Regions from separate parts of the Lactuca sativa genome. Here region 2 is linked to region 1. A link is a contact called in public Hi-C data. All regions are on one chromosome and are shown on one strand. Each heading gives the region's core, a stretch centred on a gene start, on an enhancer-like site or on the middle of the called end of the contact. The rest is flanking DNA. Distances are from core to core; before and after follow the strand shown. Region 1 holds the start of LOC111901684 (probable fructokinase-7). Region 2 holds the start of LOC111901685.

Region 1 (3,134 bases), core at 188-2,687:
ACATGTCTGGCGATCAAGCTGCAGAATAAGAAGAAAAAGCACCGGGTCAACAAGCTGATGTGGAGCTTTGGAAACATTAGTGTAAAATAGATGAAAGATAATATGTATTGTATTTGTATGTACCTTGGGAATACAGTGATACATTGAGTAAGCCAAGGATTGAATTATATATGGAAATTGGGTAGCCGGTTTTGAAGCAATCATAGAACCTCCACAACATAACAGAGAATAAATCAAAATCTAAGATTTTTAAGATTCAAATTTCTTCAAGTAAGCAATCAATGTAGTTTTTATAGATGATTCAAATAGCCTAACCCATTGAGTGGCCAACTACATTAGCTCTAAAAACACAAATAAAGAAAGTAAACAATAATGGATTACACTTTGAATTGTTTTACCCTTGCATGATATCTTCAATGTTGTATACAGATGATTCTTTAGCATCCACGTGAATCAAATCCTGCATTCATGAGAAAAGAAAATGTTTTTATTTCCATAAATTACAACATGAAGATGAGAAGATTAATAGAATTAACTAAAAGTTTGAAAGGGTAAGAGATAAATACTGAAAGACAATAACGATGAAACCAACATCTTTCTCACTAGATCTTCGATCATCATCATTTCTATGACCATACTCCAAAGTTGAGCCCTAAAAGGGAGCAAATGATCAAATTACATACCATATAAATCATCACAAACCTTTTACATGCAAAATCAAAAGGCAAACAGAAAGAAATCAGAAATCGTTCATTAAAAACTGGAAACCAACACCCAAAATTGTTTCTTCATCTTCATTAAAACTGGAAAATTATACCACCACCAGAATTCTTGGAAGATTATCGTGGGGAGGGACATTTAGATCAGGGATATTAGGGAAGATACAGGAAGAATAGATGGTGGCTATTGTGGTTACCAATTTACCTAGGGATTACGGAGGAACCGAAACTGTGAAGTGGGAGGAATCTGAGTAGGTGGTGGTGGTTGAAGATAGAGTGATTGTGAGAGTTTTCTATGAACCTGCTGATAGAGAGATGGTTAGGAGGTGTGTGATTTTGAAGAGAGGGGCGCTTTATAGAGGTATCGGTTGGGCGAGAAGAGAGCTACCATGGGTGAAATAACCTCTACAAGAAAGGCGGGGAATATGAAGAAGTGGGGATGTCGAAGGAGTCAATCGCCGATTGTGCAGAACGTGGGGGAGGGACGAAGAACTGGCAGGAAAACGATAAATAATGAGTTTATGCGGTGAGGATGACATCTGAAGAGATCGGACGACTCAAATTGGGTAGACGGTTATCCACTCCCCGATGTTAGTAATATTAGTAATTATACAAAATAATAATACTAAATTCAGTTTTAAGACAAATAGAAATGATTATGGAGTATTTTGTTTCGAAAAGGTTAAAACTTTACATAAACAATTAAAAAGAAAAGAAAATCGAAGCCAAAAACAACGCCTACGCTTTCTGTGTGCTCGTAGTCTCCGTATAGGAACTGAAATCTAGAGGAGAAAAACCAGAATCGGAATCAGAATCGGAGTCGATCAAGATCATCATCTTGACACATTTGCAAATCATAAAAAGGGGAAACCATTTCTTTCTCTTCTTTCTTCTTCATCTTTTCAAACCCCCTTCTCCAGGATTTCACCGAACTTATTCGCTAATTTTGGTAACTAATTCTCTTACATCTTATTCAAATCAACACCATTTTTCATTGATCATCATTACCCTGAACTGTAATTCCCCCTTTATTCACAGCTATCGATTGTGAGTTTTTTCTATATCAAGTTCATACTGACATGGCGGATATTCCAACTTCAGGTTCTTACTTCTTACCCTGTTTTTTTCCTTTTTCTTTCACCAATTCATCCATTTCTACTATTACTGTTTACCTCTTTTGATATGTTCTTTTCATGGGTTTTCCGTTTGTTCTAGAAGAAGATTCTATTCTGATACGTGGGTATCTTACATCTTGATAAATTATTCGTTTTTTAGTTCGTTCTTTATTCTTCTTCGAGGTCTCTATTACGTCTGCAAGCTTTAGTATATTCGATTTTGAGTCCCATCGATCTGTTCTTGGCATGTTTTCGTTTATATCCGATTCAGATCCAATTGGTAGTGAAAACTGAAAACGAATTCTAGTTTTCTTGTTTGGATCTCGGAAACTTCTTAATCGCTTTAATGGCGGATTCCTTTAATAACTATACAACTTGAAATTCCCATATTTGATAATGATCAAAATTTATCGCTGATTTTCGGTTAGACAAGAGTTACAAGTAGATGGAATTCACGTGGAAAACCTTAAAGTGGAGGGAGGGTTCTTCGCCATAAATGATCATTACTCATTTTCTTGATTTAGTTCGTTTCACAACACCTACCACCTCGTGTACTCATATTCTTATAAAGATTTCAACAATTTTCTTTTCCTAATGAATCTTGAATCAATTTTCATGCATTCAGATGATCTGAAAGACTTATCCTTGCATTCAAATGGAAATCCAGAGACAATCAAACCCAATCCACTTGTCGTATGCTTCGGGGAAATGTTGATTGATTTCGTGCCTTCAATTTCTGGGGTTTCACTTGCAGAAGCACCCGATTTCAAGAAAGCTCCTGGTGGTGCTCCTGCTAATGTCGCTGTTGGTATAGCAAGATTGGGAGGCTCTTCCGCTTTCATAGGCAAGGTAAAAAACCCTAAATTTTGATCTAAAGATTGTGTAATTTGGTTACGTTTCCTAAAAAGTTTAACATTTTTTGGTTTTTTTCAGGTGGGTGATGATGAATTTGGTCACATGTTGGCTGACATTTTGAAGAAAAACAAAGTCGACAACTCTGGGATGCGATTTGACCAAAATGCAAGAACAGCTTTGGCTTTTGTTACTCTAAAATCTGATGGAGAGAGGGAATTTATGTTTTTTCGTAATCCGAGTGCCGACATGCTTCTTCATGAATCGGAACTTGATTTGAATCTTATCAAGCAGGTATATATATTTATCTCTTTACATGACAAGACATGACATTACAGGATATGACATGAAAATCTGATACAAAAATTGTAATTATCTTTCCCACTACCCAAAAAGGTAGAACAAGTACCTGTACTCACCTGAAAAGATGGAACAAGGTGAGACAGGA
Region 2 (2,770 bases), core at 222-2,721, 160 kb after region 1:
TCGTCATGTTCTTGTTTATGTCGAAGAGGAAGGATCCACTTTAAGTAACCGAAATCAAGCATTTGGTATCTTAAAATATTTCAAGACATTAGATTTCGTGTTTTACTTACATTTGATGTATGAAATTTTACATCTCACAAATGTATTGTCAAAGCATCTTCAAAAAAATGATCAAGATATTTTAGAAGCGGCTTCTTTGGTTAGAGGGACAATGGACGCATTGAAGTCTTTGAGAGACACAGGGTTTGCTAAACTTTTATCGAAGGTATTCTCTTTTTGTCAAAAACATGATATTAATATTGTGGAGATGACGGAAAATTATGTCACATCAAGAGGCCGTAAGACTAAAGTTACTAATCAATTTCATTTTGAAGTTGAAATTTTCAACACCGTCATGGATATGCAAATTATAGAATTCGGGGACCGATTTAGTGAGCTTAGCACCCAATTACTAGAATACATGGGGGCTTTGAGTCCTTGTGATTCATTTGCTAAATTTGACAAAACAAAGTTGTTAAAGTTGAGTGAGTTATACAAAAAAGATTTTGATGATGCGGAGAGGATGCAACTTGATGGTGAACTTGAAATATACTATCACGCTTTACATAAAGATGATCGGTTCACTAGTTTGCAAGGAATTTCCGACCTTTCTCGTTTGATGGTGGAAACGGGGAAACATCGGTCGTATCCTATGATTTATAGGTTGTTGAAGTTGGTTTTGGTTTTACCCGTTGCAACCGCAACAGTCGAAAGATGTTTTTCAGCAATGAAGTTGTTGAAGACGGATTTGCGTAACAAAATAGGTGATGATTTTTTGAACGATGCCATGATTTCTTATGTTGAAAAAGAAGCACTTATGAAAGTGAAGATCGAAGATGTAATGGATCGGTTTCAAAAAATGTGTACTCGTAGATGTCAAATTTAAATATTAAGATGTAATGGATCGGTTTGATGTATTAGTATTTTTAATCTTTTTTATGTTATTATATTCGGACGAAAAAAAATTGTGCCACTGCTATGACAACTTTCTGCGTCCGCCACTGACCCCATCCCATCCCCGCCCCATTGTCAACTCTATGTTGAACACCATGTAAGGGAGGGGTCACCATTCACCACAATCCATATAAGACTCTCCATATTCTTCTCCAACCATATCCCATGGCTTAATATTGATATTAAATTATCTATATTTTATGTTAAATTATAAAGATGTGAGACATAAAATATAAAAAGATAATTTTAAATAGTTACAATACTAGTATAATAACTTTAAATATTATTGTTAAATAAATAATTTTCTTCTTTCTTTTATCTAATTTAGTATACTAATACAATCCCAAAAAACTATAAGGTTTTGAAGCGGACCAAGGGAGTCAAAACTTGGAGTACCGAATAATACCCCAGCATTAAATACGTCAGTATTCCGATTCAAAACTAAAACGGGTATTTGGGTTCGGATCCCCAGTAAACTAACTCATTTAAATTCAATCCACCACCATCGCCATCACCACCACCTCCGCCTTCCACCTTCAAAAACACACACTTACACTCCATAGAAGGAAGCAACGCAACAACCATCATCCACCATTTTCATCTCATTCTCTCTCTATTACAACAAGAGAGAGATTAAAGCTGCAAAAAGGCTATACCCTTTCATCAGCTTTCCTTTATTCATTCCCTTCTCAACTCCCGATGTGTGGTTTTCTGTGACATACAGAAACAACTTTCTTATCTGAATTCTATCTTGTGAGAGTTCGAGAAGAAAAAGGTAGAACTTGATTAAAGTTTTTGAAATATTTTCATGGTGGTTGTATAAATCTTGATTAGTTAGGGATCGAAGTTTGAGTATGGGAAGAGAGTGGTTGTACAAAGCCGCCGGTGGCGGAGATGCCAGCTCCGGTAGACGTGGTAAAGGGAAACCGCCGTCCACCACTAGTAAACCTGTGAACATAAAAACAAAAAAAGAGAGAAACAGTTCATCTTCTGGATGCATGAGTGCCATTTTTAATTTCTTCGATGTTCAACATCATCAGTTTGGCTTACGCTACCCTTCTTTCATCTCCGAATCCGCCATTAATAACCCACAACAATTTAACATTGGTCTTCAAGGTATCTATCTCTCAATCTAGCTAAAAAGTGTTATAAGTTCTTTATGTTTTTTTGTTTTGGGTTTTCAGTATTCATTTTGCTGTGATTATGATGTTGTAGGCGTAGAAGCACCGAGGAACAGTTTGGAGTCGCCGGAATCTGCCATGGACGTTGCTCCATCATCATCATCATCTTCATCAGTCAAAGAAAAGTCTAACTTGAACATCCCAGTAAGTTTGATGTTAGTAATTTGAAATTTTGATCAATGATCATCGAATTTATTGTGATTTAATTTTGATAATACAGATGGGTGGCATTCAAATCAAAACAAAACGATCAAGATTATCAGATCAAGATTTATCTTCAGAATATAGCAGCTCTCCTAGTACTAAAACACCTAATCTAGTTGCTAGATTAATGGGTCTTGATCTTCTCCCGGAATATTCATCCCCCAGACCTTCATCATCATCCTCCACTCCGGTGACCACCCATAAACACAGTCGTTCTTTACCGGCGACTCCCAGAATATCAACGGCAAGCAGAGGATCAACAGATAACGATTACCACCATCGGTTTTCTCTCCAAATAGACAAAGAGAACTGTAACAGTTATAAGCGTCAAGAACACGAGTCCTTGCAGATGAAAATGGCCCGCCGGAGATCGGAACTTCTGTTGCACCGAT

What was found. A called contact is a pair of places that touch in the nucleus more often than the background predicts.
Region 2: a contact with region 1 is called in a Hi-C map of bud, with 7 times the contacts expected there. The contact joins the promoter of LOC111901685 here to the promoter of LOC111901684 in region 1. A contact is called at or near these places in 3 of 4 Hi-C or Micro-C datasets (bud and leaf).

The regions. Positions count from the first base shown.
Region 1 is chr9:70,977,716-70,980,849 of Lsat_Salinas_v11, forward strand. It overlaps LOC111901684 (probable fructokinase-7), which reads left to right and starts at 1,438. Exons shown (of 8, transcript XM_023897567.3): 1 at 1,438-1,668; 2 at 1,758-1,820; 3 at 2,460-2,683; 4 at 2,768-2,980. The coding sequence starts at 1,799.
Region 2 is chr9:71,142,444-71,145,213 of Lsat_Salinas_v11, forward strand. LOC111901685 reads left to right here and starts at 1,472. Exons shown (of 4, transcript XM_023897569.3): 1 at 1,472-2,109; 2 at 2,209-2,318; 3 at 2,395-2,770. The coding sequence starts at 1,848. LOC111901805 reads left to right here. Exons shown (of 4, transcript XM_023897674.2): 4 at 1-925. The coding sequence ends at 925.